Regions from separate parts of the Hordeum vulgare genome. Here region 1 is linked to region 2. A link is a contact called in public Hi-C data. All regions are on one chromosome and are shown on one strand. Each heading gives the region's core, a stretch centred on a gene start, on an enhancer-like site or on the middle of the called end of the contact. The rest is flanking DNA. Distances are from core to core; before and after follow the strand shown. Region 1 has its middle 150 kb from the start of LOC123405570. Region 2 overlaps LOC123404523 (E3 ubiquitin ligase PARAQUAT TOLERANCE 3-like).

The links. Hi-C and Micro-C count contacts between places; a contact is called where the count stands out from the background.
Region 1: a contact with region 2 is called in a Hi-C map of leaf, with 2.7 times the contacts expected there. The contact joins two enhancer-like sites. A contact is called at or near these places in 3 of 6 Hi-C or Micro-C datasets (leaf and seedling).

The regions. Positions count from the first base shown.
Region 1 is chr6H:439,779,308-439,782,195 of MorexV3_pseudomolecules_assembly, reverse strand. No RefSeq gene overlaps it. Among protein-coding and RNA genes, the nearest start is that of LOC123405570, 150 kb to the right of the region's middle. Within about 2 kb of position 1,480, at least 2 of the 3 cell types and tissues checked have open chromatin away from gene starts, as enhancers often do. A contact at or near this core is called in leaf, where this site is marked.
Region 2 is chr6H:439,416,485-439,419,357 of MorexV3_pseudomolecules_assembly, reverse strand. It overlaps LOC123404523 (E3 ubiquitin ligase PARAQUAT TOLERANCE 3-like), which reads right to left. Exons shown (of 15, transcript XM_045098450.1): 14 at 2,116-2,323; 15 at 314-1,206. The coding sequence ends at 553. Among protein-coding and RNA genes, the nearest start is that of LOC123404523, 9.1 kb to the right of the region's middle. Within about 2 kb of position 1,342, at least 3 of the 3 cell types and tissues checked have open chromatin away from gene starts, as enhancers often do. A contact at or near this core is called in leaf, where this site is marked.

The DNA of each region.
Region 1 (2,888 bases), core at 231-2,730, 360 kb before region 2:
ATGTTCTTCTTTCGTTCGGCTTTGTCAACTTATTTGGTTAAATTTTGGTAACTTATTGAGATGTTCATGTCTGTAGGAAGGTTGATGCTCATTTAGGTATTGGGAAAAAGAATACATCGATTTATTCACAGAAAGAAACTTAATAGATGTTCGTGCACTCCTTAGTATAAATGAGGCTAATGATGCGGTTGCATGTGCAATTAGAAAAGAAATCGGAGGGGAATCAACGTCTAATTCTTTCAAATCAAAGCCGAAGAATGAAGAATGTAAGATGAAGAATACGCAGATCAACAATGAATGCATGGAGAAGATGTTGATCCAACTAGTGGGAGCAGTTATGGAAGTTGGATATATTCCAAAATGCCTAATTGTGATTCTTGTTTTCTTTGATTTTGCTATTTTGGCAAAGATTTGGTGATTTATCATGTATCCAATACCTTTGAAGAAAATAAAGAAACAAAAAAAATATATGTTTTCATGCTCGAAATTGAAATGCGAATAACTGATATACGGATCGGCATCGGGTGACGGCCGAGCAGACCCTGCAAAACTAATCTGTAAAAAAAGATATTCACATAGTATTTTTTTAACGGGTCCGTTTTGCGGGGTCTGCTCGACCGCCGCCTACATTGGTCTACAAAAACGTTTTTCCACAAACTGTGAACGACTTTTGCTAGTCGGTGATATATGAAATCTGCTAGAGATGCTCTAAGAAGCTTTTCTTTAAGGTGACCATAGGTAGCCAATCTCTCACACGATAAGGAGCCTTGCCTCGTTCTCATCACCACTCACGGATAAATGGCGCAATACTTTTTCATGAATTTCTGCTATTTGTATAACATAATACATATAATAATATAACAGGATTTTTTGAGGACCAAGTGCAAAAATAAATTTTTATATACATGCACACACAGTGACGAATCTAGAACGAATTTGAAGGGCAGGCCCACCTTTAGTACAAAGGATTAATCTGGACTAAGATGGACTGAAATTAGGCTGAGATGGGCTCGAATAGACTGGGTTTTAATTTTGGAGGGCAGACTTCGACAGACTGAAGCATGTTGAAGCCTACCCAGTAGAATCGTCACTGTGCACACACACTAATCCATATGCACACATCTTCAAAAGATTGAATCGATAGATCTTAAAATTGATGAAGTCGTCGCAAACACCACTTAATTGTCAGACATGTTGTATCACTAAAAGAATAGCACTGAAGAATCTAAAAAGAAATGCAGAAAAAGAGACAATCACAGAGAACCTGACCATCTGAGATATGAGATATGATCAGCTGAACATTCCTGTTTCAGGGGAAATCAGTTGAACATCCTGTTCTTATGGTTTTAAAATTTCAAACTAACGGGGCACTAAACTAGGTCAGACTCAATTCGTCCAACCGTCCAGGTGAGCTAGACTATAGTACTCCGGTGTCACGAACACTTCGTGCGTGTTCCTAGCAAAAAAAAAAAAAAGTGAACAACACCTTGTACACGGACGGACGACACACACAAGTGGTTAGAAGTTGTTGCAGCCTCGCCGAAGCCTCAGATGGAGATGACCGGGTAAAAAAAGGCGAGACGCGAAGTGAGCTGGCAAACGGCAATTGCTTTTGTTATGAACTGGCGGTCGAGAGCGACCGGGGGAGCTCCGCGCTAGGGAGTGGTGAATGGTGACCGTTGAAGTGACCTACACTGTGGTTTGTGGACCACTTTTTCTCCCGCGGATTGCCAACCTAGGTGTAAAAGCTTTGGCTAAACAAGCATATATGCTGAAAAATTCTTCTGTTTGGAAAGATGACCCGCCTGATTTTATTTCTTCTTTGATTATAAATGACATTGCTAAAATCTGAGAAATGAATTCTTTACCCTGTAAAAGAAAGCTTTGTTGACATCGTTCAAAGCTAGTTGTGGTACTACCTCCGTTCCTGATTTTTCGAAATACTAATAAATTTTGTATAAGATGTTTTGGAAATTTAAATTAAACCAACATAACATCAAAGGCGAAAGAATAGTTTGATTTGTGCTCACCATGTAGCTGTACGCCCCCTCCCTACACCAGCGGCGACTGGTTATTGTTTCAGCGTCTGCTCGGTTTGCACGCAACTTTCGTGGTGCTTCCAAGTGCCATCTTTGGCGTTAGACTTCGGCTGGTGCGGTGCTCATCGCCGATGGGAGGACGGGCGACACTTACCTCGTGTGGATGTTGGTCGGGAGCCGTGTGGGGGGGGGGGGGGGGGGCACAGGGGATGGCATGTGCGGAGGCTATCGAAAGGGATGGGTGGCTCGAATGTGGTCGGGCCACCCTTTACTCTCCTTTTCCTCGGCCTGATGTCTCTTGGTCCTAGATGGGCGGCGATATGGTCAACCGGTTACTAGCAGCGCCATCCATGTAGGTATGCTGATCGATGATAGTTCATACTCATGGATGGGATCAGTGGTGTCCGTATCTGTACGTGTCTGTGCTGTGGCCTCAGCTATTTTATGTTTTTTTCACTCTGTTCGGCTGTGGTTGTCTGGATGCTGGAATATTCGTTTTATATATAAAGCAGGGCGAAAGCCTGTTTCAAGAGAGTGGTGTTCGTATCCAGGACGGTGGCCCTAGTGGAGAGAGTCGTTGTGCCCGTGGGCGGAGCTTGCGAGTAGGGTGCTGGTAGGCTACCATTGTCGTGTGGGCGGCATGGTGGTTGTTGTTCGATGTTTCGTTGCGGGTCTTTCTGGCCGAATGACACATCTCAATCGTATCCATAATTTTTGATTGCTTCATGCTATTAAATTACCAATCCTATATGCTTTATATGTCATTTTATATTGCTTTTGTGGACTAACCTATTAACTAAGTGCCTCGTATTAGTCTTAGTTTTTTTGCTTATTTCTTTGTTTTGGAGA
Region 2 (2,873 bases), core at 93-2,592:
AATATAAGATGCTTTTCGATGCTATATTAATACAAGACGTTTTTCGACGCTATATTAAGTTACAGAGTATGTTCTAAAGTGTATGATATAAATAAACGGAGCCAAGTATATAGGAATGTAAATGGTAAATAAGTGGCAGCCACAAGTCTCATTTATTTAGCTTTTTCTAGTTTTGTAGTTCATTTTCCTCAAAAAAAACAAAATTTTAAACTACCAGATAATAAGTGTGTTTAAATGGGATTAAATGGGACCCAATTCCCATCCCTAGAGCAAAGAAGCCTACAAAAAAAAAAGAGGCAAGAAGACCGAAAGATTCATAATGAAATCTTTTTTATTATAACCATCATCTCATCTGATCATTTGATTCAACTCCAAATCCCAAAAGGTCGTCAATGTACAAGACCGAAAGAGAAGACGAAAAGAAACAGAGCGCAGACAGCTCTGCTCTAGCTAGACACGAGACACCTAGGAGGCGCGCTTATCATCACAGACGCCCCATCACCGGAGAAGGGGCGGCAGCCGCAGGTGGGTTCCTTCGATTCTTGCCTCACCTCACCGGCGCTTGTGTCCGCCACCGCTGTGGCTGTGGCTGTGGCTGTGGTGGTGGCCGTCCCCGCGCTCCCTAGACCGCCGCGAGTGCCGCGGCTCCTCGTGCTGCCGCTCGCGCTCGCGCTCCCCCTCCCGCCTGGAGGACGACGGCCTCCTCTTGAAATGCTTCTCCTCCTCGCTCGACTGCTCCTCGTCGTCGTAGTCCGTGGGCGCGGGTCTCCGCCTCTCCTCCTCCGCCGCCAAGACCGTCTCCTGGTGGTGGTGACGGTTGTCGCTCTCCTCGGCAGCTGCGGCGGCAGCGACGCTTCTCTTGGATGAAGACGACGAGGATGCAGGTCGCTTGTCGGAGGACGACCTGCGGCTGCGCTTGGGGTCGGAGGTGTTGGCTTCGCCCGGGAAGCTGATGCGGGAGAAGACGCTGGCCTTGGCCTTGGAGCGCTGGTCTGCTGCAGCAGCCGCAGCCTTCGCGTGCTCTGCCTCGTGCCGCGAAGCAGGTGGCGGCGGAGGCGGGAGGGGCAGGTCGTCGTAGCGGTCCGACGAGGAGCGCTTCTTGCCGGAGCTGGAGGAGCGGTGCGGGGAGCGACGCGAGTGCCGGTCGGGGCTGTGTGGCGGCGGCGGCAGTGCGCGCTCCGACCGGTCCGTCTGGGGCCTCGACCTCTGCACACAAGAAAAGGAAAAACAAAAACGGGACCACAAGTCAGAATAATGCTAGTACCTCCAATTTCCCACAGACTTGACCTGGATTCATAACCAACGGATTCAAATCGTACGGCCAAGAATATTCCATGCTTTGCACAGACAGCCCTTGGCCCAACCATGGACAAGGAGGCCTCGAGCCGCCGGCCTAACCACGTAGCATATCCTGGACTGTTTGACAACGTAATCCTAATTCCTTTGTCTAGAAAAAAAACGTAGTCCTAATCATACTTTTTTTTGTAAAACAGATTGTCGCTTTCATATGGCGTCGTGATCCCTTTTTACCTTTTGCACTGTACACTATCTACATCTACATCACATCAGGGATCAAACATGGTGAAATGGTGATTAACTTGAAGCAAGAAGAAAGAAGATGGTAAAAAAAAGTTTTTCATTTTAAGAAAACAAAACAACAACAAAAAAGGGAAAACGAGCCAAAAATAAACAAATACGAAGAAAAACCAAAACCGGTGAAAATATATATAAACAGATTTGTTTCTCCCACATATATTTGATGCCATCCTGCAGCCCAAAACCGCAACGAGAACAGGACGGCACAGGGAAGGACACTGGGAGCAGCAGGACGACACAACTCGGGCCAGCAACTGCTGCTTTTGCGAATGGAAAAAACTGGGAGCAACTGAGCACATCGGCCTTGCCGGTACCAGCCAAGAACGCCGCCCGATCACGCCAGGGACGTTGACGAATGCAACAGGGCACTTTTCTTGTTTGGCAAGTATCAGAAAGGGCGGTCTTCTTCCTGTCCAGTGGTGCTGACCACTCCACTGCTGACGCCGCCGCCCACAAGTTTACCATGGAACTGACAGTACATAACTTTGCAAGATAATAGATTGACAGGAAAAGACATACATCCTTAGGTCTCATCGATGTACTATCGTTTACGGCTCCTGATGATTCCCTTGCTTCCCTTCGATACTCCCTGCCCCGGTCCCGGTCGCGGTCTCGGTTTCGGTCTCGGTCTCGGTCTCGGTCACCATCACGGTCTCGCTCCCGCTGCCTCTCCCGCTCCTTTTCCCTCTCGCGGGAATGTTCACGTTCCCGCTCCCGGTCCCTCTCCCTGCATTTGTAGATAAGCATTGAGCATTCATTAATACATTTTAACCATTTTCATAAAGGATGGTGAATAACTGAGGATGAATCTTTCAGGAATTTGGACTTTCAAGGCACAAGGAATTTGCACTTTGGGACACAAGTGGCAAGTTTCATCACTGAAAACAAGAATATCAAGAGCAAAACTATGAAGGCTAGTTAACTAGATGAAGCCAAAACGCTAAATTATGAAGACTGTTTCAACTACACGGTTCACATAACTCACATGCTTTGATCAAAAGCAAAACAAATATCAGAATGTAGTGTGATTGCCATTTTAAAGCTGTTTCTACAGCCTCGTTCCTGATCATTAAATCTTGATTGGATGGTAAAGATTTCTTTTCCACTAAATGATACGACTATTTATTACAGAATTAGATCCAGCTCACATACGAAGAACGCAGGGAGTGGATCCAAAATAGCAAGCACCTCGAGTTAAGCACATCTTTGCTCTCTTTTTCCACAGTGTCTAATGCTCCTTCCAGTTACAAATATGTGATGTAATGTTTTGGACAAAT